Linked DNA regions of Sus scrofa: region 2 is linked to region 1. Evidence: chromatin contacts called from public Hi-C data. All regions are on one chromosome and are shown on one strand. The core of a region is the stretch at or near the end of the contact, and the rest is flanking DNA. Distances in the headings are between cores, read along the strand shown. Region 1 holds the start of LOC110255979. Region 2 has its middle 280 kb from the start of KCNJ2.

Region 1 (6,464 bases), core at 2,679-5,178:
AAGTTCAGCCAAGCCAACCACAAACAAAGAAAGCAAATCACCACTCTGTTTTCCTGCACCCCTTTAGAGAGAGGCAAGGTGCACTGTCTTTGAAAATGCCTTGTTACAGTCTTTTCACTTCTCCCTCTTTATCCAAGTTATTATGCAAGAATGTGCCCCAACACATTTTTCCTGAGATTAGTCATCTGTGAAAATTGCAATGTGTGTTACATTTTGGCAGCTTTTGACACCTAAATGATGCCCGATTTGAAAGTGCCTTTGAATTATTTTATAAAAAAAGAAGTTACTGTGCCTTCACAGCCTTCCACCTGCTTCAGTGTTTTGTCTGCTTCCCCATGAAGTTTGTACTTGGACAAAGGAAACAAGACTTCTGTTCCTCGGGGTTCTAGATCCTGGACATAAAAATGATTTTTTTAACAGTGATTTCAGCTTTTTTTGGCTCATATGAAATTGCCCAGCATTTCTACACAAAAACAGAGATAATAACGTGGTACTGAAGGCAGGTGCAAAGGTGTGTGGTGGGGGAGCTCATCTAAATAGCGTTTTATCCTTGAGCTCTGACTGACTTCAGAATCTTATAGTATAAGCTGACACCAAGAAATTCCCTTTTCATGATTCAAAACAATCCTTCCATCTGAGTTACCATTAGGGACCATGAGTAGACAGTCTCAAATTTCTTCTGACTTATTTCTGCACTCTTTCCAGATTAAGGCATAACAACCATATGAAATCTAAAGACTGAATTACAACTTTCCAAAAATCTTGACCCCAGGACATTAGTTTGAATTCCACAAAACACACAATACCAGCTTCCTCCGAATAGCTTTCCGCATTTAGAATCTTGAAAATAGCCTGTATTGAGCGACTATTATTGTCTTATTTCCATTGCTAATGACAGAATTTGTTCCATATGCGGAGCATCATTTAGAAATTCTACCATTCCTGCCTGGAAAGGGGAAAAAATATTTTTTGGCAAAATGGAAACTTTTGTCACTTCTAGTAGATATGCTCCAAAACAGATTTATGTGTGTATATGTGTGCACACACATTACATGTATTCAGACTTTTGTGGAGCTGATGACAGAGCAAAAATCTAGAACCTGCCAAAGTTCGATAGGGTAATTGTCTTACTCGTTCACTATGAAGAATGTCTTTCCTATTAACCTGCCCACATGCCTGAGTGGCTGCAAGCAAGCAGAAGACTTCCTTGTCTGCTCTTCTCACACTGAAAATCACCAATTCTTGAGCATCTGGCAAAAGAAAAAAAGAAGAAAAAAAAAAAGCCCTTTAATTTGGAATAGGGCTTTCATGCAACTTCATTTTAAGATAGAGTCAAAGTAATTTTTTGAGAAACATCTGATTAAGAATAGATGAAAACATCAAGTGATTCGACTCCCTGATGGGTACGACTCTGGAGAATTCGTATCTGAATTGGTGAGCTGTGTGTGCATTCCCTCTTGTCAGCCAAAATATTTCAGGGCCTGGTCTAAATGTAATAGATACAAATAATCATTTTTACCCACAGTATAACCAATGAGGTAGAAAGTATTTCTGGGAAATGGAGAGGCTACATGTAGTGCTGTTCATGTTAAGACTATTTATAGGCTGAGCCAAAATTAAGCATAAGCAATGGAAAAAAATAGTTCAGCTTCCATCTCAAGGTGGATGTTAAAGGCAAGAGAGCTGCAGAGAAACACAAGGTCCAGGAGACAGCACGGTGCAAATGAATGAATCCGGATCATTTGTATCATAAAGGAAAGAACCCTACTATGGATTATAAGAGAGCAGAAACATGTAATCAAGAAGAGTAAATGAGAATAAATGGGTCTCCTAATATGGTAGCAGCATATAGTGAAAAAAAAAAAAAGTTTGTAAGTACGAAAAGGAAATAAGGAGAGGAGAAGAAAGTGCGCTGGGCTGAAGGAGAGGTCTGCTAATGAGTGTTTAGAGCAGCTATTCCCCAGCTGACGCCATATAGACGAGCCTGAGTGTGCTCTGGGCACATGTTGCTATGAGAGCGCAAATGCTAGCGAAGTAACCTCTTAGAAGCGCAGTAAACAGAAGGGAGGGGGAGGGGCCGAGGGGGAGGGGAGAGGGATGCCCGCTTATCTCTGTGAGCTCTACCAGGTTCCTATTCAGTAATGCATGTAGCATCACTTAGCACGTGTAAACGCTGGAAAATACACCTCTTTGGTAAACAAAACTATACAGTAAAAGAAAAAAGCCTGAAACAGCCGGTCTGTTCAGGTAAACAGCGTGGTCAATCGTTCACACTACTCGAAAGTCATACAAGGACGCTACAGCCAACCAGAGAGTCTAGAGCCGGAAAGTCTGAAGGAAGTAGAAATACCGTGTTATTTTTTAATGTCAAATTCAATAGAGTTCGGTACAGATATTCCTAATGGATATCAATAACGTAAAAGAAAGTGCCCCCCCCCAAGAGAGAGGGGGAGGAGCTGAAAGCGAAGTGAAATGACCTTGACCCCAACTCTCACGCTTCCCACCATCCTTAAACATCTCTTACTCCTGAACATGGCGATTTTTCCGGGTAATAGCAAATATAAATAAAACACTTGGGGGCCGGGGCAGAAGTGAGCAGGAAGAAGCTAGCAAGTGTACAGGTAATATACAGGAGACATATAACAGTGGTTAGCCAGAAGAAGTCTGGCAGCCTACCGAGTATGAATATGGAAAGAAAAGAAGTGGTACAAAGCAATATTCATTTTTTTTGCATAGCCAAAACACGTTTACAATAATGCCTTATTTCTTAATAGGTAAATTCAGAGTTTATGAAAATCCCCAGGATTCACAGCCTTATCCTAGTTATGATCCTACTGATAGGATTACCCAGACGCAGGCAATAAACTGCCCATTTCCTATCTCGGTTTTTTTTTTCAATTGTCATGATGAGTCTATGTTTTATGATGCAATCTTTTGCAGAATCAGGTCGTTTTGACCACTGTGCTTCCCTGAAACCACACTGCCTTTAATTTCGGTATTAACACTATTATTACTAAGAAAAACAAGTTGCTTAGGGGAGAGTGACAGATGATGTAAAAGTTTTGCGGTCTTCAGGCTCAAAGCCAACCCGAGCTCCCGCTCTCTTCCCCAGGAAAGCAACTCTGAGACGCTCGCTCGGTTTGGAACTGGAAGCTACACTTGAAGCAATGACAAAGGGGGGGGGGGGAGGAGAGACGCCAAGGATCAGGACTAGTACCGAGTGCCAAGATTTGCCAAGATTTGAGACCAGTACTCCAGACGCACCCCCCATCCCGCCCCCGCCCCTTTTTTTCCCTTAGAGTGAGAATCGAACACAGGCTCCCTCGCCCTTGTCTCCAAACGCTGTATCTTGCTACAGCTGGTGCACTGGAAGTTATGAGCACAAACAGATGCTGCAGAGAAATCTGTTTCTATTGCTCAACTGTTCCAAGCATGTCTCAGTATTTTTAGCTCTGGGGATGTTCTGGTGCGCACACAAACTCTATAGGCATGATCTGGGACTCCGGAGCGTGGGTGAGCGCTACAACAGCGTGACAGCTGGGCACCTCTGGAGCAGCCGGGCAGGGTAGGGTCGGGGACGGCAGCCCGAGTCCACTCCCCAGGATACACAGGCAACAAGAGAAAAGGAGGGAAGAAAATACACAGCAGCCCTTACCTGTTGCTGGCGCAGGAGCATGGGGACATGGAGTGGAAGTGGGGGGTTACAGAGGCATGTAAGATCCAGTAGTTTGTGAAAGCGAGTGAGCCAAAGCAAACCAGAATTCCCAAGACCCAGCTTGCCGGCGCCGGGGAAGGCTGCGCGCTGGCTAGGGCTCCAGTGCGCTCTGCAATATCCTGGGCTCTTTTGAGGCCGTCCGGGAGATACCGCCTGGCCCCGCCCCGGCCGCTGCCGACCAATCGCAGCGCGCCTGACCGCGCGGCCGGCCCCGGGAACCTCGGCGGGGAGGGGAGGATGCTACACCCCGGCCTGCGGCGCAGCCAGCGAGGAGAACCTGCCGCCGCTTCCTTCCCCTCCGCCCTCCGAGCCCGGTCTGGGAGTCCGGCGGGGCCGGGGAGGAGGAAGTTGCGCCCCAGCTGGGACAGCAGCAGGTGGGAAGCTCCGCGGCCGGGCTTTTGCGGCTGCCTAATTGCAGCCTGGCCTTTGGGCAAAGCTTCCTACCCCTTTCCGAGCCCCACACTTCCCTTTTTCTGTCCTCCGTGGCGGCTGTGCCATGCGTGTATCCCAAGGGGCTTGCGGGGTGCCTGTGTCCGGGCGAAACGCTGGCAGCGGTGGAGGCTTCCACCTCAGCCGGGGCGCCTCTTCCTCTCCCCTTCCCTCCCACCCAAGAGCCCCCACGTCCCTCACAACCCCCGCGGAACCAGCGGTGCGCGGAGGAGCCGCGAATTCAGTGGGGAAAGGGACCGCGACCGGCGCGCAGAACCCAGCTGGATTTAGACGCGCGCAAGTGTTGCAACTGCCTAACCGCTTGGCTCTTCCTTCTCCCGACTGCTGGTGAATTACTTACAAGCGCCTAGACTGCTCTGGAGGGTGAACGACTCGTTCCCTCTCGCAGTGTCCGCCCTCAGTTTCTTTTTCCACCAGCGCCCGGCACGCTCTGCTGATCTAAAATCAGAGCAATTAAAGAGTAATGAATTCTCTGGAACGGCAACTCCTACAGGCACTCAGCTCTGCCCTCGCACCAGCGCCTCCCAGCCCTCATTCCCAGCAACCAGGCAAGAGCATGTAGACCCTTTCAAAAGCTATGTCAACGTCAGTGTTAACCGGTCCGGATCCTCGAACTTTACAGATTAAACCGCGCGCGCGCGTGTGTGTGTATGCGTGTGTAAATTGGGGTGGTGCATAAATCTGAGTACTTTGGTGTCATAGTGAAGCTTTGCTCTCAAAGGACACAGTATATTTAGGTGTCTCTTCCTTAACACTCAGTTTGAAATCCCTGTGTGTGTTGCATGTTTATTACTTCAAGCGATCGAACGTGTCTTCCGTGCAGTTTATTTAAGCCTCTAAAAGGCCTCCTAGAGACGCCAAACTCCTTCAACAAACTCGCTGGCGTTCTGAGCGGCAGAGCCCGGGGGATTGCTGTGTATGGGCGAGGTGAAACTGAACAAGGAAAGGGTCTGCACCGGTACCCACCTCCTAGCCTCATACCCGCACATGGCCCCTAGGAGGTGCTGGTGAAATGCGCTACGGTTTTGCAGATGGCTCTTAATCCTGCGTTATGCCGCTTGCCCCAGCACAGAGCAAAGATACTGAAATTAAAAGGGTAAGGAACAGGCTGTGCACGCGGCGTGACTCTGATAGCCAAATACTTGCTTGATACAGTGTGCAAGCCCTGTTACCCACCATCTTGCCTTTTCAAGCCCTCTCCGTGCGAATCAGGCTTCACACCAGGGAGGTCTAATTTAGCATATTAAACCAAGTGTTATTGGTAGACAGTTTGGATTAACGCTGCAAAATAGATGGATACATAGGAAGCCAGGCTGTAGCCTAAATCTCAAAGAGCCTGGAGACGGAGAAGCTGATTCATCTGAAGGGCAAGAGGCTGAGGAATAGTTCATGGGGCTGCAATAAGCTTCTTCTGAAATGTGTTTCCTCATGGACTTCTTCTAAGAAACAGGAGCGGTCTAATTAATCCTTTAAGGAGTATTAAACCTCAGTGAAAAGAGGAAAGTAATTATTTATATATGTTCTCTTAATTATGATTCATTCTGTGCATCTGGAGATGGCTAAGAATTTTCCAAACCCCCTGAATGCACAGAGACAACACTTTTATTTCCAGGTAATGAGCTCTTTTGGAAAACTAGTCACCCAGAAGGCAACGCCATTTCTCCGGAATTAGGGTTGAACTTGTTTTGCGTTAATATGCTACTCCAAATAAATGGAAGGCACCGCAGGCCAAGAGTTTCACGTAATAGGAAAAACCTTTAAAGAAATGAATGCAATGTTAATAAGATTGTGGTTGTTTGTATAAGCTTATTTATGGGAGGGGGCAAATAAATAATGTATCCTGGTCTTTCTCATCATCACTTTCCCCTCCCATGGAATGATATGCAGCAAGGCTTATTTACTGAAGTAGAAAATTAAAGAAAAGTTGATTATTTTAATGAATAAAAATTTTACCTTATCTTAATAAGGAAGCATGAAGGATTAAATTTTGTCAGCAACTGAAACTTTGTTAAGTGCATGAGAGCAGTGATTAACTTGATTGCTTTACCTTATTAGGGAAAAAAATATAAATGTGCCTTTTAATTAGTGAGTGACTTTTCACTATATCCCTATTAAGAAAATTCTAGTGTTCCAAAACAGTCAGCGTTTGGGTAAATATACTTTTTATAGCAATACGTGATACAGATTTCTCTAGTCAGAGTATATCTTTTTTGGCTGGATCGGTCCTTATTTAGCAAAAATCCCCATTAGTTTTGGACACCAGTGCAGTTGGGTGTTGGGATCCATCTGTGAATTAAAT
Region 2 (6,679 bases), core at 1,097-3,596, 280 kb before region 1:
CCTGAGCAGTATTTATTGTCTCTTGGGGCTAACCCCTTCAGGGGTTTTTCGGGTCACTTGGCACGCTTCTCTATCCAGTTCCCATCAGACTCTTTGGGTTGCAAATTCTTACCATCTGCTGAGTCAGTTCCTCTCCTGCATCTGCACTTCTCTCCAAGCCTGTCGAAATATCTGAATTGCAGTTGAGTTCTCTCCAATTTTTTTTTTTTTATCTTTGTGGGTTTTCCCTTTTTTTATATTGTTTTATTGTTACTTTCAGGAGGCATGAAGAGAGTGAAGAACTAGCCATATTGAATTAGTCATTTCTCCTGAAAATGCTGGATTTTGCCTTTCCTTATGCTGCTCTTACTCTGCCCTGTACCCACATTATCCCATGGAAAAGGCAAGACCAGGACGGTTTATTGGCCCACAACACAGAAAGCAATTTTTTTTTTTTTTTTTTTTTTTTTTTTTTTTTTTTGGCCAAGCTAATGGCATGTGGAGGTTCCTGGGCCAGGGATCAAACCTATGCCACAACAGTGACCCAAGCCACAGCAGTGACAACACCGATTCCTTAACCCACTGTGCCACAAGAGACCTCCCACAGGGAGCATTTTTAAAGATGCCTTGCCTTATTAAATATAAAAAGAAAATAAATAAACAGGGATTAACTAATCACTCTAGTTAGATGCAGCAACTCTTAGGGCCAGCAACTCAGGAGGGGTCTGATGGGGAGCCTCAAAGCTTGCAATGCCCACGTCCCACCCAGAAAACTCACCTCTTATCCCAAGAGGTAGCCTTACCCTTGACCTCCCACCAGCTACTCATTAATTAGTACACCAAGGATGTACCTTAACCTATGTCACAAAGATAAGCTACCCAGTCATTATCAACCCTGTACATGGGGCAGCAGCAAAATGGATCTGTGGCCATGGGAATCCCACTGTTTCCTAAGTCAGCTAGCCTGTGTGAGAGAAACAGCAGGATTTCAATACATTTTGGTGCCTCTCAGGGTCTCTCCTCCAAGTCACGGATAAGAAAATGCATTCACTCACACGCATAACACTTGCCCTTAAGAAAAGCAGTCTAATTCCAGAAAGGGAATTCAAAACCAAGCGAGAGCAAATGAGCAGGTTGTGCAGACTTAGGTCTGAGAAGCAGAACAGACTTAAGAGTACCAGAGAGTCTGCATCAGGGTCCTGAACACCCCCCATGCCCACCCCACATCGCATGCCAGGTATTGGATTTGAACGTCCATGACGAAAAGGTATTGAGGTACTTATTCCATGAGAAAGAAGTAGGGTCCCCCGCAGATAAATTCGCGTTTCCGTTGCTTAGGATGGAAATGCTGCTTACAGGTTTAACATGTAGTAGTTTTTCGTTCCTGGTCCTAAGAATTCTCTGTGTACTGGGGCTCATTCTCATTCTTTGTCTTGAGTTATTCTACTAGATGTGACTTGTGGAAGTGTGCATGGAAGTGTGTGTGTGTGTGCAAGCAAATTTTCAACAGTCATTTTCAAATTAGATTTTCATCGCTCGTTCTATGCCTGACAACAGTTATCCGTGTATTTCTGATGAAGATCAACCAGAGAAGTCCAAAACACGGTTTGGCCATGTCGATTCACCTTTGACAAGGACCTTTCATTCCAAGACTAATATTCCTGGCTCTGTCAGTAAGAGACAGAGCTAGGAACACCCTCCTGCTTTTGTAATGAATATAGTCACAGGAACCTTGTGCTATTCTCTTAACAGTCCAGGGAGTAAATGGTATCAGATGCTTCCAGTTGACCCTCTTGATACACCTGTGGCAAAAGCGCAACCTGAAACAAGCAGTTTTCACCCTACCTCCTCTTCTCTGTTAACCCAGCACTGTTTTCTATTTGTTGCCAACTATATCTCGAGGCTTCAGATTGAACTTTAAAAAAATGTTCTTATTCATCAACTTAGAAATCTTCAAATCCATCCCCCCCCCCAGCCCCCGCCGTGGAAGGGTATCAGCTTCATACAGTGTGTGCTAATCTTAGTTTCCAAAAAAAAAAAGCAAATCTTAGCATTTCTTTAATGTGTTATGTCTTTTAAGGGTAAAGCTGTTGAAACTCAGTGAGGGAGGACTGCACCCAGCGATTGTTTGGAAAAAAGCATGACCTCAAAAATGTGAACTTCAGTGCCTGAAAGGAAATACATCATATATTTTTTTTCCTATGGGTGATGACAGGACTTAAAATGCAAAATGCTACGCTTGCCTGGAAAAGCTACCTATTGAAAAAAAAATGAGCCTTTAAATGATCTCCTGGGTCCTACTATGTTACTCAGGACTGTCGACACAGAGAAATGAGGCATTCCAGTTACTGAAATGTTGAGAAATGGCCTAACCAGTGCCAAGTCCATGTCCCCTACCGTGAGCCCAGTTCCCTGTACGCTGGCGCAGTTACGGGGTAAGAGTCATCCCTGTGCCAAATCTGGGGAGTCGAGATGCCAGGCCAAAAATGCCCCTTGGTTTTTTCCCCCTGCACGTATGCAAGAGAACATGCATGTAATTGTTAACTGGGATAAGATAATCCCTCACTTACTCCTATGGAAGCATTAAAAAAAAGTCTCAGATTTTCCAGCCACATTTGGATAATGATACGTAGTATATGGTCTGTGCCAAACTCAAAGTTACAAAGCCTTATTCTTGGCAAGGACTACAAACAATTTCCATTTAACTGTGAAAACGAAAGGAACACACAAAGTTTCAGTCTCCATCTCTGGGGTGTTTGCAATGGATAAATACAGTGCGTTATCCACGGATAAATATGTTCTTCTACTGATTTTTACATCGGAATCACCAACCATGGAAAAGGACACGAAATGCATTTTATTATTTTGGAACAGGAAATGCTCGTAAAAGAGCGTATTATAATATTTATTCTGATGGATTAGAGTCACTTGGTGTGGGATATTTAGAACCTAGAGAAAAGTAAAATTAGAATAATAAAATGTCACCTGTGGTGCTTACACCCAGAATTAGAAGCGATGTCATCAATGAGGTGCGGATATTTATTTTCAGATATGTATGGACTCACACACATTCTTTGTGACTTAGCTTTTGTGTGTTTATTCCCATAAATAGGTGAGCATACTGTGTAAATGGCTATTTAGGTTTTCACTTACGAAAAATTTTAAGGTTCCAAAATCACGGGTGAAAAAAAGTTGCAAAATGCTTTGGCCAGGAGTTCCCGTCATGGCTCAGTGGTTAACGAATCCGACTAGGAACCATGAGGTGGCGGGTTCGATCCCTGCCCTTGCTCAGTGGGTTAACGATCCAGCGTTGCCGTGAGCTGTGGTGTAGGTTGCAAACTCGGCTCGGATCCCGCGTTGCTGTGGCTCTGGCGTAGGCCGGTGGCTACAGTTCCAATTAGACCCCTAGCCTGGGAACCTCCATATGCTGTGGGAGCGACCCTAGAAAAAGTCAAAAAGACAAAAAAAAAAAAAAAAAATGTTTTGGCCAGAAAACCTCCACAACCCCAGGCAATGATCATAAGTAATATCATTACAGAATGAACGTATGTGGAATGGTTTTTAAAAATGTCTTTATATCGTAAAATAATTTTATCCATAGGAGAATATCTGATTTAATCTATAGAAATTCCAACCTTCATTTATTTACTTTTGTAAGAGAAATCCAGTATGTTCAGGCTATGATTTTTTTTCTTTCCCTATGCATGTTTGAACCTGGTTTCCTTTCTGGGACTTATCTTTCCTTCCGAAAGAAGTGGGGAAGCTAGTTTTACCAAGTTTTCCTTTGAAGCACTTTATATATATTTTTTGGGGGGGGTATTTTTTTGTATTTATATATATATATATATATATTTTTTTTTTTTTTTTTTGTATAATTTGTGTTCCCTGTTTTGAACTTTGTTACACAGGCTAAGCATTTTGAGTAAAAACCTCTCATGGTGTGCATTTGTTTGTAATTTCCTGTGGATGTTATATTTTAAATTAATTTCAGGTTTATTATTCGTCAGGTGTCACCTTAGGGATAGATTTCTTCTCCCAAAGCCTGGTTACCACCTTTGCTGTGCTAGAAGTGTAATCCTGCCTGGGCCAGATAGATTCTATTGGTTCCTCCAGATTTACTCTGTCCATCCCTCTTCCCTGTGTTGTGCTCTATGCCCTGGGAAGCTGGGTGCTGGGGTTCAGACATAAGGAAGCCTCTTTCGGGGCCCTGGAGGCGGGAGGGAAGTTCCCAGAGGCCAGGTTCCTTCTTCCAAGGGTCCCTGACTGTGAAGGTTCTCACTCTGCCTCTTCCCTCCTCTTAAGGCATCTCACTGGTTTTATTCAAATCACTGCCTTCTGGCCTTACAGGAACCTGTTCCTTACTTTTGTCCCTTTTGGGGAATACGACTTAACAGTTGCAAGATTTGGCAGAAAACAAAAGAAAGAAAAAAAAAAAAGGGAGAAAAAGCACATGGACACTAAAACTTACATTTATTTGTTATTTTCCTGAAATACGGAGCTCACTGGGCACCCTCTATCTTATCTAGGAGTAACAGAAGAGTCTGCCACACTCTCGTGGGTTCCCACTTGTGATTCCAAGTGGGTCCTTTGGAAATAAATCCCCCTCACATTTTCTTTTTTTGATACCATTTCTTTCCTCACGGACACAGTCTTTTTAGAAACAGACTCAGTTCAAAATAAATTAACAGTAGTTGGTTTTTTCTTGGTGTCTCTTGATTCACACCTGCATTCAAAAAGCAAGAATGTCTGTACTGTTTCAATGTGAAACCAAACAGTAATCAGCTCTTTTAGGCCATAAATGCAACATGTTGTGTCCAGAATGACAGGCAACTAGGGTCTTAAGGACCATGTGTCGTATGCCCCCGGCTGTGCCGGTTTCGTTCTGGAACGTGTATGATCCAATTCAGTTATTCATGGCACTGTCTTTCCACCCAGGTTAGTGTATGTGTTACAGGATCACCCTAAGCATTAAGGGAAAAATTAAGAAAAGTATACATTTGATTCTCGGTACATTCTTTGTATAGATGTGTGTCCTTCAGCAAGGCAGCTGGTCTCCAAAACCCCTGATTTACTTATGAATAATATAATAATAATGGGATGAACTCCTTTGTTTTTTTGTTTTTGTTTTTTTTTCCACAGTCTAGTATCCATTTACTTTAAGGATCTTTGGGGTTTGTTTTCTCATCTTTAAGACAGAGTCATGGCTCTACTGTTAAATGGTGACAATACTAAGTGAATGCCTTCGTATGAACAGAGCACCCAGAGCAAGTGTTCATATAACATATTGCTCGATTGCCAAATCCGAGTGTAAGACACTCTTTTCTCCTGCATTTGAGGGTAAGTGGCCATGATGATGTATCACCTATTCTGGGTAATTAAAACTTATTTAAATAAGACAATTTACACATGCACCAAAGTGCACCTGTTTCAAATACAGGTTCAGTGAGTTCTGACAGCGATGTACCGTTATGCAATCATTACTCGTATCAAGCTATCGAATCTCTCCATTATTCCAGATAGCTCCCTTAGGCCCCTTTGCAATCAGTTTCTATCCACAGTTAGCCCAAGGCGATTCCATGATGGCTTTGGCCATTGTAGGTTGCTTTGCTAGGGACTAGTAAAATCGTTAATTTTATAAATACGTCTGGATGGACCTTTAGTCAAGACAGAGTTTGGGGCACACCAAGAGGTCACTAGGAAATCAAGTTATAATGTAAAGAGAAACAACAAATTTCCTACTGTCTTCCTAATATCAGATATTAATTCTTACAGAAAAATACTGTTTTATGAATAATAAGAATATATTTTAACTTTCAGCTTTATTCGTTTCATTTAACACTAATTGTGACACTATATATATATATATATATATATATATATATATTTTTTTTTTTTTTTTTTTTTGTCTTTTTAGGGCTGTGCCCACAGCACATGGAGATTCCCAGGCTAGGGGTCCAATCAGAGCTGTTACTGCGGCCTACGCCACAGCCACAGTAACACCAGATCCGAGCCACGTCTTTGACCTACACCACAGCTCATGGCAACACTGGATCCTTAACCCACTGAGAAAGGCCAGGGATCGAACCCGCAACCTCCTGGTTCCTGGTTAGATTTGTTTCTGCTGCGCCACGACGGGAACTCTATGACACAATACATTATTACAATATTCTGTAGATAATATACAATCTTTGTTTCTTCTCTACAAGTTGGATTTTGAAATTCAATTTAGTAATTTCAGTATTACATTAGGCATTGGTGGGGAGACATGTTTATCTCTGGTTTGTCTATGTCTAGAGAGTGTATTTTTTTAAAGGAAGTACAGTTGATTTACAAAGTTGTGTTAGTTTCTGGTATACAATAAAGTGATTCAGTTACTCATATACATACATGTTCTTTTTCACATTCTTTTCCATTATGGTTTATTACAGCATATTGGATCTAGTTCCTTGTGTTACAGTAGGAACTTGTTTATCTGTTTCATATAGAGTAGTTTGCACCTGCTAATCCCAAACTCCTAATTTATCCCTTTATACCCCCTTTCTCCTTTGGTAACCATAAGGTTGTTTTCTGTGTCTATGAGCCTGTTTCTGTTTTGTAAATAAGTTCATTTGTAAATTTGAGATTCCACATATAAGTGATAACATATGGTATTGTATTTCACTTAGTATGATAATCTCTAGGCTCATCCCTTTCTCTTTTG

What was found. Hi-C and Micro-C count contacts between places; a contact is called where the count stands out from the background.
Region 2: a contact with region 1 is called in a Hi-C map of embryonic fibroblasts, with 2.7 times the contacts expected there. The contact joins the enhancer-like site here to the promoter of LOC110255979 in region 1. A contact is called at or near these places in 5 of 47 Hi-C or Micro-C datasets (embryonic fibroblasts, fetal heart ventricle and heart right ventricle) and 2 of 2 datasets of contacts at active chromatin or transcription factors (alveolar macrophages and skeletal muscle).

The regions. Positions count from the first base shown.
Region 1 is chr12:10,358,426-10,364,889 of Sscrofa11.1, forward strand. It overlaps LOC110255979, which reads left to right and starts at 3,929. Exons shown (of 1, transcript XM_021066710.1): 1 at 3,929-6,244. The coding sequence starts at 3,953. The coding sequence ends at 4,435. It also overlaps a transcript of KCNJ2 not described here.
Region 2 is chr12:10,077,700-10,084,378 of Sscrofa11.1, forward strand. No RefSeq gene overlaps it. Among named protein-coding and RNA genes, the nearest start is that of KCNJ2, 280 kb to the right of the region's middle. Within about 2 kb of position 2,347, at least 3 of the 83 cell types and tissues checked have an H3K27ac peak or open chromatin away from gene starts, as enhancers often do. A contact at or near this core is called in embryonic fibroblasts, where this site is marked.